2 separate regions of the Gossypium arboreum genome follow, and region 2 is linked to region 1. A link is a contact called in public Hi-C data. All regions are on one chromosome and are shown on one strand. The core of a region is the stretch at or near the end of the contact, and the rest is flanking DNA. Distances in the headings are between cores, read along the strand shown.

Region 1 (6,143 bases), core at 905-3,404:
AAGGCTGAATAAATCAGGAGAAGTGGCTGTGAGAAATCAGATATGACAGAAGAATCGGAACCCTTGTTTCGGATAGTCCTACAGCAGTTGACCACACATGATCGCTTTTCAGTAATTTAAAGTGGGCGGTTGTGGGCCGCTCGTGGGATTGGAAAGGGATATTAAAGGAAATTGTTTGTGGAATGGGCTTCTTTGAGGCATAAAATAAAATTAAAGAATGACCCCACTCGACAGGCCGAATGGTTTTAAACCACAAGTAATCATTTTTGAGTTACTTACTAATAATAGCTAATCCATGACGTTAATTTTTATTAAAAAACCATGCACTTGCTATATTTGTTACGAAAAAATAGATTTTTTTTTCAAATAAAATATTATTTGGGTCCTCATTTGATTTATTCACCTTGTATAAAATTACACATTACAAGTGGATCAAATAAAATTTTTGCTAAAATGTTAATATTTAATACATTAATTGTATATAATTTTATGAATTTTAATAAATTAGATGATATACCATTTAAGGTTTTTAAAATTAAATTCACTTTATTGCGTTTCAAATAATTGTTTTATAATTTCATTAATTATAAAATTATATACAGTTAATTTTATTAAATATAAATAGATATAAATCTTTTACTAAAGAGTTAATATTTAATATATTCAAGATAGTAATTCAAATAGTTATGAGGTAGTTGCTAATAGTAGCTAACCATGACGTTAATTTTGATTAAAAACCATCCACTTGCAATATTTGTTGCTCAAGATTTAGACAAGTAATTAATTGGTTTTCTTCAATATATAAAATAAAATAAAACCTTGCATGTATGATCAAGGTAATGTATAAAATTATATATTATAATCAATCAAATATAAACCCTTTGCTAAAATGTTAATAATTTACACAATATTTTTATGCATTATCAATAAACTAAAATTTAACATATCATTTAAAGTTTTTACAAATAAATCTACTTATGTTCATTTTAAATAGTTGTATCATAATTTCATACATAGATAATATATAAAATTAAAAATTAAAAATTTCGATACTACTAGTAAAATTTAAAACTTTCATAAATAAAATTGGGCCTATATAAAGTATAGTAAAATTAAAAATTATATAAAAAATTAAGACATGCGGAAAATTTATAATATTATTTGTAGAGTTAAAAAAGTACGCTGTTATATATCAAATACTCAACAGTATTCATTATATATAAATTTTGAGTAAGTATTTGATATATTGACAATATACTCTCTTTTTTCACAAAAATTTACATACTTTTTTCTAAATAACTAATTTTAAATATTTTACTATAATTTTATATAACACCTATCAACTCTCAAACATTATTTGTCATGCCTAAAACTACACTAAAATTGTATAATATTGTCCAATAAACTTTTTATAAAGAGTTAACATGTGATGCATTAAGGATGTATAATTTTATGGATTAAGATAAGTAATCATCTAAAATTTTTTAAAATAAATGAGTTGAAAGAAAAATTGTTTTATGTTGAATTTATTTTTCTCTTTTAGACCAACCTTATCGACCGATGATGATGACACAGATTCCCGAGAATCATAAATAGAAGGTGAAACCCAGTCGGCCGAGGTATGGCTGGACCCGGTAAGAAAGGGTTCTCAGCTAGAAAGCCGTGAAATCAGACACTAAATCTAATCGCCAAAACCTTTACTTTTTTCCAGGCAAATAGCAAGAGATTCGTGACTGTTAAATCACGGCGAGAAAAGAATAAAAAGACGAAAACAACATCAATTCACGATATATATCATCTTTCTTTTTCCACCCCAAAAACGTCACTACCAATCAAATCTAATACCATCTGGAAACATAAAACAAAGTATACTCATCTCCATCTATCCTCAAGGATCAAACTTGAATTTATATTATGATGAAATGGCAGAAGATCAAATACCCAAAACCAATCAAAAAGGAAGACCAAACATACTTACCAGTGATAAATGAATTGAGGAAGTAGGTGTGGGCCGGCAGCGATAACTTGTCTTCTATCTTTTTCCACAGAACGGAGTTGAAAGTGCGGGGATTGGAACATGTAGGGGCAGCGGGCAAGGCAACGACATGCTGCTGTGGGGCCCGGCTGTTACTGTCAGATAGTAGCAGCAACGTGGCCACGAGTTAGCCCCCTTTTTGTCCCTGAGTTAATGCTATCCTTACGGACTTTCGTCTTGTGTTTCTTTACTGCCCAATCGTGTATTATTTTATTTTTATATATGGACGTCGCTGAAAAAGTTGCATGGAATAAATTGTCAGGGAGTGTTTGGTTGGTAAGTGGTAACCTTATTTTTCAGGTTCCAATGTACAAAATCATCTTCAGCTTCTAATATGATATTATTATAATTGGGATAATTTCAAGATGATTTTACATTAGCTTGGTAATACGAGAGTTGTGACAATTATAAAAAAGAATTGTAAAATTTTTAAAATATTGTTCTTGTAAAATTACATGCCAAATTTTACTCGGAATTTATTTTGTAAATTATTTTATTTCGTGAAATATTTTATAAAGTATTTTCATGTAAATTTTTTGAATTAATTTTATTTCGTAAATATAAAAATTTTTTATAAAATGTACCTTATAATTTTACAAATACAAAATATTTGGTAAATATATTATTCTTTAAAAATAATACTATATTCATAAAAATATCCAAAATATTTTACCCACTCGTGAAAAGAGAAATGTGTAGAGTTATCAAGCATTTTCCTTTCATTAAATATAAAATATTTCATAAATTAACACTTTTTTACTTATTCAACATTTTTATATATTAAATAATGAACTATTTTAGTACTTATCTTATTACAACTTGTTGAGTAATATTTGATCATGTTGTATTAAGGAAAACACATACGGTATTTATACATAATTCCTACCGCTACTGTTACACTTCACAATAGGGTCCACTATCTTGTCTTGGCTTTTGGGCCAAGGGCATTGACATTCTATGTCCTTGGTGCAGATATTTTCTATGCCTCCTCTAGCTTATTGAACTCTTGCCTGTAGAGTACACGGTCCTTTCTAACCCTGGGACTGACTCCCCCAGTGAACCTCGTACCTGTTAGTCACGAGGGTGGGGGTCTTCTTCACAGACATAGCTCGTGACCTCGTCCCTGCGAGGTTTACGTGAGCTCCTTTTTGCGACCTTGTTTGTGTGAAGCTTACGTGAGCCTTTCCATGCGAGCTATCTCTGCGAATATCTTGCATTCCTGTAAGGTCCTCAGTTGATTGTGCCTGTAGGCGAACATTCTTCTTTTAGGTCGAAGGTCCTGATCCTATCAGTCATTCAAGCTATTAGTTCCTAAGTCCTAACAATTCAGTCCCCCCTTAATGGCTTAAGAGACGTTATAAAGTGGCGGGCCTTAGGTCCATTTCAAACGCAGCTTGCCTGGCACACTGTGGGGAAATAGTGTATGACAGCTGCCTTGCCTCGTGTAAATCCAGGCATTGGGCATGCACATTCGGCTATTGAGAGACGAAGCATTTTTCTATGCTTGTATTTGGATCGTTGGTTCATTTCTGTACGCAAACGGCTTCAGGTGTTTCTCTTTAAAAGAGGGAAGGTCGAGGTTTTAGGTTTCATTGTTTGGCATTTTTGTAAATCAGAATAGAGGTAATCTCACGAATTTCTTTGTTTCTTAACTCTGATATCTATTTTCTTTCTTGTTTTGATTACAATATGGTATAATGAGAGAAGCTTATAGCTAGATTGTCTCAGCTTGTCTGATTCCAATCATTGTGACTGAGAAACCCTATGCTTGCATCACAACTCGTGAGGAGATAAAGCGGGCTCTGGTCGTGAGAGGAATCGAGCTTTCTCACTTCACTTATGACTTCTCCATTCCTTTGGGGTCGCATTGTGTGCGTGAGGCAACGGAGGACAACTTCCTACTTCTGTTGAATGTTCTGAAAGTGGGCTTTCACCTTTCTCTGCACCCCTTCTTTTTAGTCTTCTCAACGACTACAGGCTCGCTCTTGACCAGCTTTCTAATTTCTCTTAGTGGCTCGTCATGGCATATTTCCTCGATTGTAGCCAGTGAGGTGAGGTCCCTATGCTCTCCGTCATTCAGCATCTGTATCAACTAAAATGGACTGATGTGGGAGAGTCCGTGAGGATCTACTATTTCCCTTCGTCCGAAGGCGCGAACGATTATCAAAAACCAATACAAGAATTTTCGCTTGAAGTAAGGGAAATATATCCAAATTCAAAGCCTACTTGACCAAGGATTTGGGTTCCTCACTAGATGGTCCTCCCTTAGCGAGCTTTCTAGAGGAGCCTTGCCATTGATGAGGCTGTCGTGCAGTATTATAGATTACGCGTTGGTCTCATGTTAGCCCTAGAGGAGGTTCTAACTGCCAAAAATGTCTTCAAATTCTATTTGGAGGATCTTAGCCCGAATGGTTGAGGGTTGGTGACAATTAGGAGGTCACGCGGTCAGTTGGTGGGCGACTAGCAAGCGGCACTTAGCCCTACAATTCCTGTAACCTGTTGGGGATGATACTGATGAGAAGTTTGAGGGAGCCTGCAAACTACTTCTACAACTATTACAGGATAACACTTCGTCCTTTTGCCCTCTCAAAATTTGAGCGAGAGGAGAGGATTGGAGGAGGTACTCACTTTTCACTTACTTCTACTGATCTTAGGGTTCTTGGTGGTGCAAGGGGCAATCAGGGTAGTGAAGGTAGTTCAAGGGACACTGACAGCGGTAGCATCTCATACGAGCTTAACGAAGCCATAGACATCAATGCTTTAAGAAGTGGTGGTCGCAAGAGGTGCAGGACTTCAACTGGGCCCGCACGTGTTAACCCCTCTAGCGAGGAGGAAGGGGGTGGTCCTCAATTAGAGCATCACTAGAAGAAGAGAGTTTATAGTGAAGGCTCTACTACTGTAGTTACCTCCATCTGTTTTTCCCTTCCAATAGACTTACCAATCGTTGGCCAAGCGAGCTCGCTGATTACTATTAATGAGGACACTCCCCCTCCCCTTACTCCCGAAGATTCTCCGGTGGCTTCCGCAACTGAAAGGGTGCCTGTTGAGGCTGTGGAGGACTTCTCTTCATCTTTACGCCACCTATTTTCTGAGGCTGATACTCTTGGCCTGAGGTACATAGAGGCCTGTGATAAGGAGCTTGCTGATACTCGGGCTGAGCTAGATAGGGTACGCGAGCTGTACAACAAGGTGAGGAAAGAAAATGAAATAATAAATGAGCAATAGAGAGTCCTCACTGAGCGCCTGTCGATGATGGAAACAAAGGCGGAGGATTGTGGAGCTAAACTTGTTGCTGAAAAAGAGAGGTGCATAGTCCAAAGGTAGAGCTGAAAAAAGTCACACAAGGCATTCCAGCGAAGTGGAAAGGATCATTAGGGAGTGTCAAGAGTAAGTGGATACTACCCTTCGGAAGTAGGGGGAGGTGTTGGCAGCTTTCAAGCAGCAAACTTCCCAGAATATCTTGGGCTACCTTCAAAGGTTCAAGAAGAACCTACTCTTGCATACCCAGGTCACCTGTGGCCCCTTTGATATCCCACAAAGTGGATTTCGACGTGCTTGCAAACGTGGACGTGAGTAGTTTGGGCTTCAATGTATTTAACCCCTCTAGGTTTGCTTGGGATTCTTACGTGGCCACTTGGAAGAGGGGGAGGGTTCTGGCATTGCAAACCTGGCTCCATCTGTTATTGGTGACATTGTGGCTTCAGTGCCTCCTTCAATGACTGAGGATGTTGTGGTTCCTACTCTAACACTCTAACCCATATCTGTCATTGGAACAGGATTTCAGAGTATTACCGGAACAATTAGAACATTTTACAAATAATTTACGTAAATTACTATTCATTTACTGAAATCATTCAAAACGTCTTTTAATTGAACCCTCGAGGTCCAATACAAGCATTAGAATCAAGTTGGGACTTAATTGGAAACTTATAAAATTTTTTGCCACATTTCAAAAATTTTCCAAGGTTACAGGGCTCACACGCCCGTGTGGTTTAGGGACACACCTGTGTGGTAGTACACACACTCGTGTCTCTAACCCGTGTAACTCTCTAACTTGTAAGGCATGAAGAAATTGAAGTCACACGGCCAAGTCACACGCCCGTGTGCT
Region 2 (6,122 bases), core at 2,445-4,944, 390 kb after region 1:
ACGAAACAGCGCCAGAGTGATTTCTGGATCCCCTGTTCTGAGTTTAAAAATTCATAATAAATTTTACTAAAATAATTAGAAGTTGTTATTTATATGTACAGATTCCTTATTGAGTTTAGTTTTAATAGAAACAAACCTCATAGTCATTGAAATTTTGTATAGAGATATATCTGATTCGTAATACACAGAGGTCAGAGCAGTCAAACCCTGAAATAGGGGATACTTTAATTAATAAACTGTACTAATTGGACCAATAAAAAATTCTATTAAAAAAATTAGTAAATAGATATATGAGTATAGATTCAGGGAAAATTTACGGATCTTGATTTCGAGTTTCGTATCTCGAGATATGATTTTTCTTGTAACTGTGACGCGAGTAGCTAGAAAGCTGTGAATGTAGAAACAAATGATTTGAAGTTCTTAAATTGATAAATTATGTTCGGTAACCCCTCAAGCTCGACTCCGGTGATGGTCTCCGGCGTGGGGGCGTTACAACACATGTCTTACACTAACTCTCGTCTCAATGTCGATGCATGTCCCAGACATGTCTTACACTGATTCTCATAATGTGGCCGATGCATGTCCCAGGCATGTCTTACACTAGTACACATATCACCCAATGTCATGGCATGAATACACAAATTTATTCCTAATGTTCAACCAAGAGTCTTTATTTCATTAATTTCTCAACATGCATACTCAAATTCACAATCAAAACAATTTATGCAATATCAATTCAATTACACATCATAACAATATAGTTGCATTATTAACATACAACTTACATCAGATTACAAAATGTAGGTAATTAGACGATTTACTCTACTTGCTTGGCCTTCCCCTAGTCTAAGTCCAGTTTTCGTGTTTCTTGATCTAAAATAATGAAATTTACTCATTTAACCTCTAAATAAATTTAAGCAATCATAAATTCACATTTTTGGCAAAATGACCATTTCACCCCTAAGCTCGAAAATCGATTTTTATTGAATTTCTTCAAATCTTAAGCCTAGCTGACCCCTTTTTTACTCTTATAGTGACCCAAAATTCCCATTGTTTAACAACATTACTATTCATTTTACAAACTTTACAAAATGGTCCTATTAGGGTTTTCATGAGAAGTCTTTTCACAAAAGTTGGTTACTACACAACTAAGATTCATTTTCTTCCATAAAAACTCAGCAAACATCATAAATCCTTTCATTGAAAATCCCTAGACTATCAACCATTTTGCAAAATGGTCCCCTCATTAGCTAGCTCATGCCATAAGGGTTCTAAAAGTACCAAAATTATCAAAATACGCATCTAAATCACTTACTTGAGAGAGATATAAGTTGTTGAAATTTCAAGCTTCCAAAACCCTTAGAATGGCTGAAAATTTTGGTGGAGGAGAAAGAAAGAATGAAAAAGATCAAGGCTAGTCTCTAGGGTATTATTTTATCATACATTAAGTTAACAACTCCTTTGACCATTTGATTTTCTTGTCCCCTATGGCCGCCCATCAGCTTCTAAAGGGTCTAATTGCACTTTAAAGACCCCCAATTTTGGTTTCTAGCTATGTGGTACATCTATCAAGTAAAATATAACTTTTACCCCTTATGCGATTTAGTCATTTTTCGAAATTAAGCTCACAAATGCTAAAATTACCTCACCAAAATTTTCATGCACTAATATAATCATGCTATAACACCAAAATAATAATAAAAATAATTTCTTGACTTCAAATTTGTAGTCTCGAAAGCACTGTTCGACTAAACCCAAAATTAGACTATTATAGTAATATTCACCATATAAGTAATTTTTAATTTAAAATGTCATAATTAAATTGAACAAAAATCATTTGATTATTTAATCCACTAAACTTTCTAATATTAAAAATATAAAAAAAACTGTAAAGTAGGAGCATAATTAAACTTTTTATATAAAACAATTGAACCAATCACTCTCCATATTAGAAAAAGTTAGCAAAAACTCAAATTTTAGGTGCCACTTTATCAGTCAACTCTTGAAGAAAAAACGATTTTCTAATCACTTTTATTTCGATTAATTGCATGATTTTTAAGTTAAATTAATTGATAATTAAAATTTTAAAAATTATTAATTAATTTTTAATTAAATTAAATTTGACCACTAATCAATTGACTAAATTAAATCGATTCAATGATTAATTAAATTTTAATTGAATTATCAACATCCTTACCCTTAATTCAAAAATTAAATAGAGTTAAAAACAATATATTTTTTAAATTTTTTAAAAAGTGGTATTTACCACTAATTTTACCATTGGGTTATCCTTAATTTTCTTTACTTTTTTTGGTAGCCTAAAGTAAATCGCTAGGTTGCCTTAGCTTGGAAACTTGGAGGCTGCCCATGTGGGCCACTCCTTATCATAATTCCATGGCCATCAATATCTAATCATATGGTATGCTTTTACATTAATAAATATCTATGCGCTGATCGTTCCATCGATACACATGCCGAGGAGGTCCATAACTATTGCTTGCCTTTCTTCTGCAAATGATAGTTATGATAATTTTGAATTCAAATTAATAAGTTAAATTTTAAAATGATTTTATTTTTTATTCATTTGAACTCAATTTTTTTTTTAAAAAATTCGGTTACTGCCCATTTACGATGACAGCTGCTTTGTTCTTTTATATCTGCCTTTTCCACCTTATTTCCATTTCTCCCAACTCCACCTATTGGAGTTCACATTCATTAATTGGCACTAAAGAATACCTCAGCTTATCTTGTTGACTTTCTTATACAGTGGAGCACAAAATACTCCTACTAAATATTTTCTCTCATCGTCTTAACTCCTTTGATTAAATCCTATTTTTAATACAATAATAATAAATATATATGTTTGTGATGATTATAGTTGAGTTGCGCCTTTTGAATATTTATTAATTTAATTGCGAATATTAATCATTGAATGTAACTTTTCTTTTAAAATTTATTTTCTTTTAAATTTCAACTACATATTGATCATTAGTCATTAGATATAAATCGAATTTCAATATCATTAAATAAGTAAGTGTAATAATTCAAGTTGCTTAATTGGAATCACCAGCAATCACACTAATTTCATCCCAAAAGGAATTTTTTTGTAATTTTCATGAATAAGGAAAGAATCTTTTATATAAAGCAAAATTTTTATTTCAAATTAAGTATAATGATAAATTTAGTAGTTAATATTTATATTTTTATTAATTTAATTTTTATTTTTATTATTTAAATTTGATTATTAGTCTTTAAAAATGAAAATATTAATTAAAATATTAATTTTAATAATATTGGCATAACAACTCACATGACAGTTTACGTGCGCTTCATGCTAACGTGTCACTATTTGTCTAATATGCTATGCCAACAAATAATCTAAAAATTATAAAAAATTTAAAAATAAAATAAAGTTCATAATTTTTTAAAAAATTTAGCCTAAAATATGTGGACAATTTTTTAAAAATAATTTAATTAATATTTTCATAAAAATAATTAAATTGTTTTCTGAAAACTAAATTTAACTTAAAAATAAAGAGTAAAATAAAAAATATAAATATTAAAAATTAAAATTATACCTTTAAATTATTCATATCAATAAATAATTACCTTAACTCCATAACTTTCGTATACGGATCCAGCAAAGCTTAACTCGGCCACAACATTAATATGATAAATAATTAATAAAAATAATGCATTAAATATAATGATCTAAAACGGATCCCATCATAAATTATAATCAATTTTGTTTTTGTACATATGGATTTCCTTTTCTTGAGAGAGGGAAAAGAATCTTTATTTATATAATGGTATCTCTTCCTTCATTTATTGTTTTTCCCTTACAAAGTCATGTTGTTGCCTTTCACACCCTCTATTATACTATTCAGCTGTTCACACTTCACATCATCCTTCTAAATATAACTGTAAGCTCTTCTGTGTATATATATTTTTTTCCATTCTTGCTTATGACCCTCCTTGGTTGAAGAACACCCAGTTTTGATTATCCCTACAAAGTTAAGGTCTTCGTTTTCTGACAGAATCTTGAAGAATACCCAGCAAGTAAACATGACTAATGTTAATGGAGGAGAATCCCCTTCAAGGCTTGAGGTTTGTGCTTTCTCGTCTTGTTCGTTTGAGTTATCAATGAGCTTAGAGTTATCTTTTTAAATTTAATTACATGTATTATTGACTTAGTTTATTGTTAAAAAAAAATCAGGGAAAACTGAGTGCCATGATTGTTTGTTGGATTCTGGGATTTGGATCTCTCATCTCTTGGAATAGTATGCTCACAATGGGAGATTATTATTATAATTTGTTTCCTGTAAGTAAACTCTTCTTACTTTGTGTTTAATGTTTATTCTTTAATTTTTTTCAAATGATATATATGGTTTTAAACATAAATTTTAATTTTTTTGAATTACAAGTTTACGTCTTTTTATCTTTCCACAGATATTATAATATATTCTTTTCTCTTTTATTGAATTTAAAACATAAGATAATGAAAATTTTAATATTTATCCCATAGTAGAGTTATATTTATTGACTATTAGTATAAGTTCATAAAAGTTGTGTCATGGTCAAATTCAATTGATCTTTTTCTATTTATGCAAAATCCGGCTGGGCTTTTGTGTGTGTTTTATTATTAAATCTTAATTTCTTAATAATGGTATTTTTATTCTTATTTCTAAGAATAATATTATTTATCAAGTAAAAATTTATAAGTTAACTCAACATTACCTTCATTTCCTTCTATTTTCTCTTTCTTCCTTTTATATAATATTTTTAGATGAAAGGATTCATTTACAGCAGTTTTATATATTTTTGTATTGTAGCTTAAAATTTTCTGATTATTTATTTTATATAAAAACTTTCAATTATTTAATAAATATTAATATATATAATATTCTAGATCAATATGATAAATATCGAATTAGATTAAAATTTACAAAATAATAAGTACAATTATATTGATAAATGATTAGATTTTTATTAAAACAAAATCAAACCCAAAAATTGTGAAAAACACGTGTAAAATATATTTTTAATAAAACCCCAAACCATAAATATTAAAATTTGATGATAAAAAATTGTTATAATTAAATTTGGAAATTTTTTGGATAATTAAAATAAAAAGATAAATAGTGGGATGTAAACTCATAAAATATTATTATATTTGGCTGGCTTTAATTTATATTTTGATAACAATACATATTTATATATGAGCAATTATGCATAATATGATAAAATAAATCCATTTTTGTGAATTTTGTGAAAATAATAGGATGATTTACAACAATAAAAGAAGATTTATATGTTTACTTGCAACAAACGAGGATAAAGGAGATTATACGAAGTTTAAAAATGGTAAATATTCTATTTTTAAAGTTAAAAATAGAGATGGTGGCAAAAAAATAAAATAATTCTGCAATAAGAAAAACTTCAATTTATATTTTTTCGATACTGTTTAAATAGAAAAATGTAAAAGATATTTGAAAAAATTTAAAAATGAAAAGAAAATTAGAATAAACATAAAGGGCTGAATTTACTTGTGTATTTAAGTAATCTTTAGTTTTGTTTTTAAACTATATATGTATAATTTTTTTCTTAATATTTTATGTTGTTTTAACTATCTAAAATTCTTACAAATTATTGATACATAAATTGTTGTTATTGGAATTAGATCAGATAAATTAATTAGATTAATTCGATAAAAATTAATTGATATAGGCTAGAAGTCTTTCAATGAATTATTACATAAAAATTGATGGTTGAATGAATTTTATAATATTTTAATATTTAATTATTATTCAACCTACAATTGAATTAATTAAGGAAAAATTGATAATCTGATCAGTTTATTAGTATAACATTGAAATAAACCAGTCTATTTCATATTTGTCACTTTTATATCTATCTTCGTTGCTTGTCTTTTATTCACATTTTGTATATTTACTTTCTTTACTTTTTTCTGGAATACTTCCTTTATTTTCTTAGTTTATATTTGTTTACTCATATTAATCATTTTAGTTAATTAACTGTTTTAATTTATTATGTTGAAATTAATTTTATACTTTTGTGAATTTATATTGGTATTATGAATATTAGTTATAACTTTTAATGTT

The links. Hi-C and Micro-C count contacts between places; a contact is called where the count stands out from the background.
Region 2: a Hi-C map of leaf shows a contact between it and region 1, with 4 times the contacts expected there. The contact joins the promoter of LOC108484298 here to the promoter of LOC108484332 in region 1. A contact is called at or near these places in 2 of 5 Hi-C or Micro-C datasets (both in leaf).

What each region holds. Positions count from the first base shown.
Region 1 is chr6:39,479,788-39,485,930 of ASM2569848v2, forward strand. LOC108484332 reads right to left here and starts at 2,155. Exons shown (of 3, transcript XM_017788079.2): 1 at 1,979-2,155; 2 at 1-78. The coding sequence starts at 2,079.
Region 2 is chr6:39,872,094-39,878,215 of ASM2569848v2, forward strand. It overlaps LOC108484298 (equilibrative nucleotide transporter 3-like), which reads left to right and starts at 3,695. Exons shown (of 10, transcript XM_017788033.2): 1 at 3,695-3,923; 2 at 4,038-4,107; 3 at 4,217-4,321. The coding sequence starts at 4,066.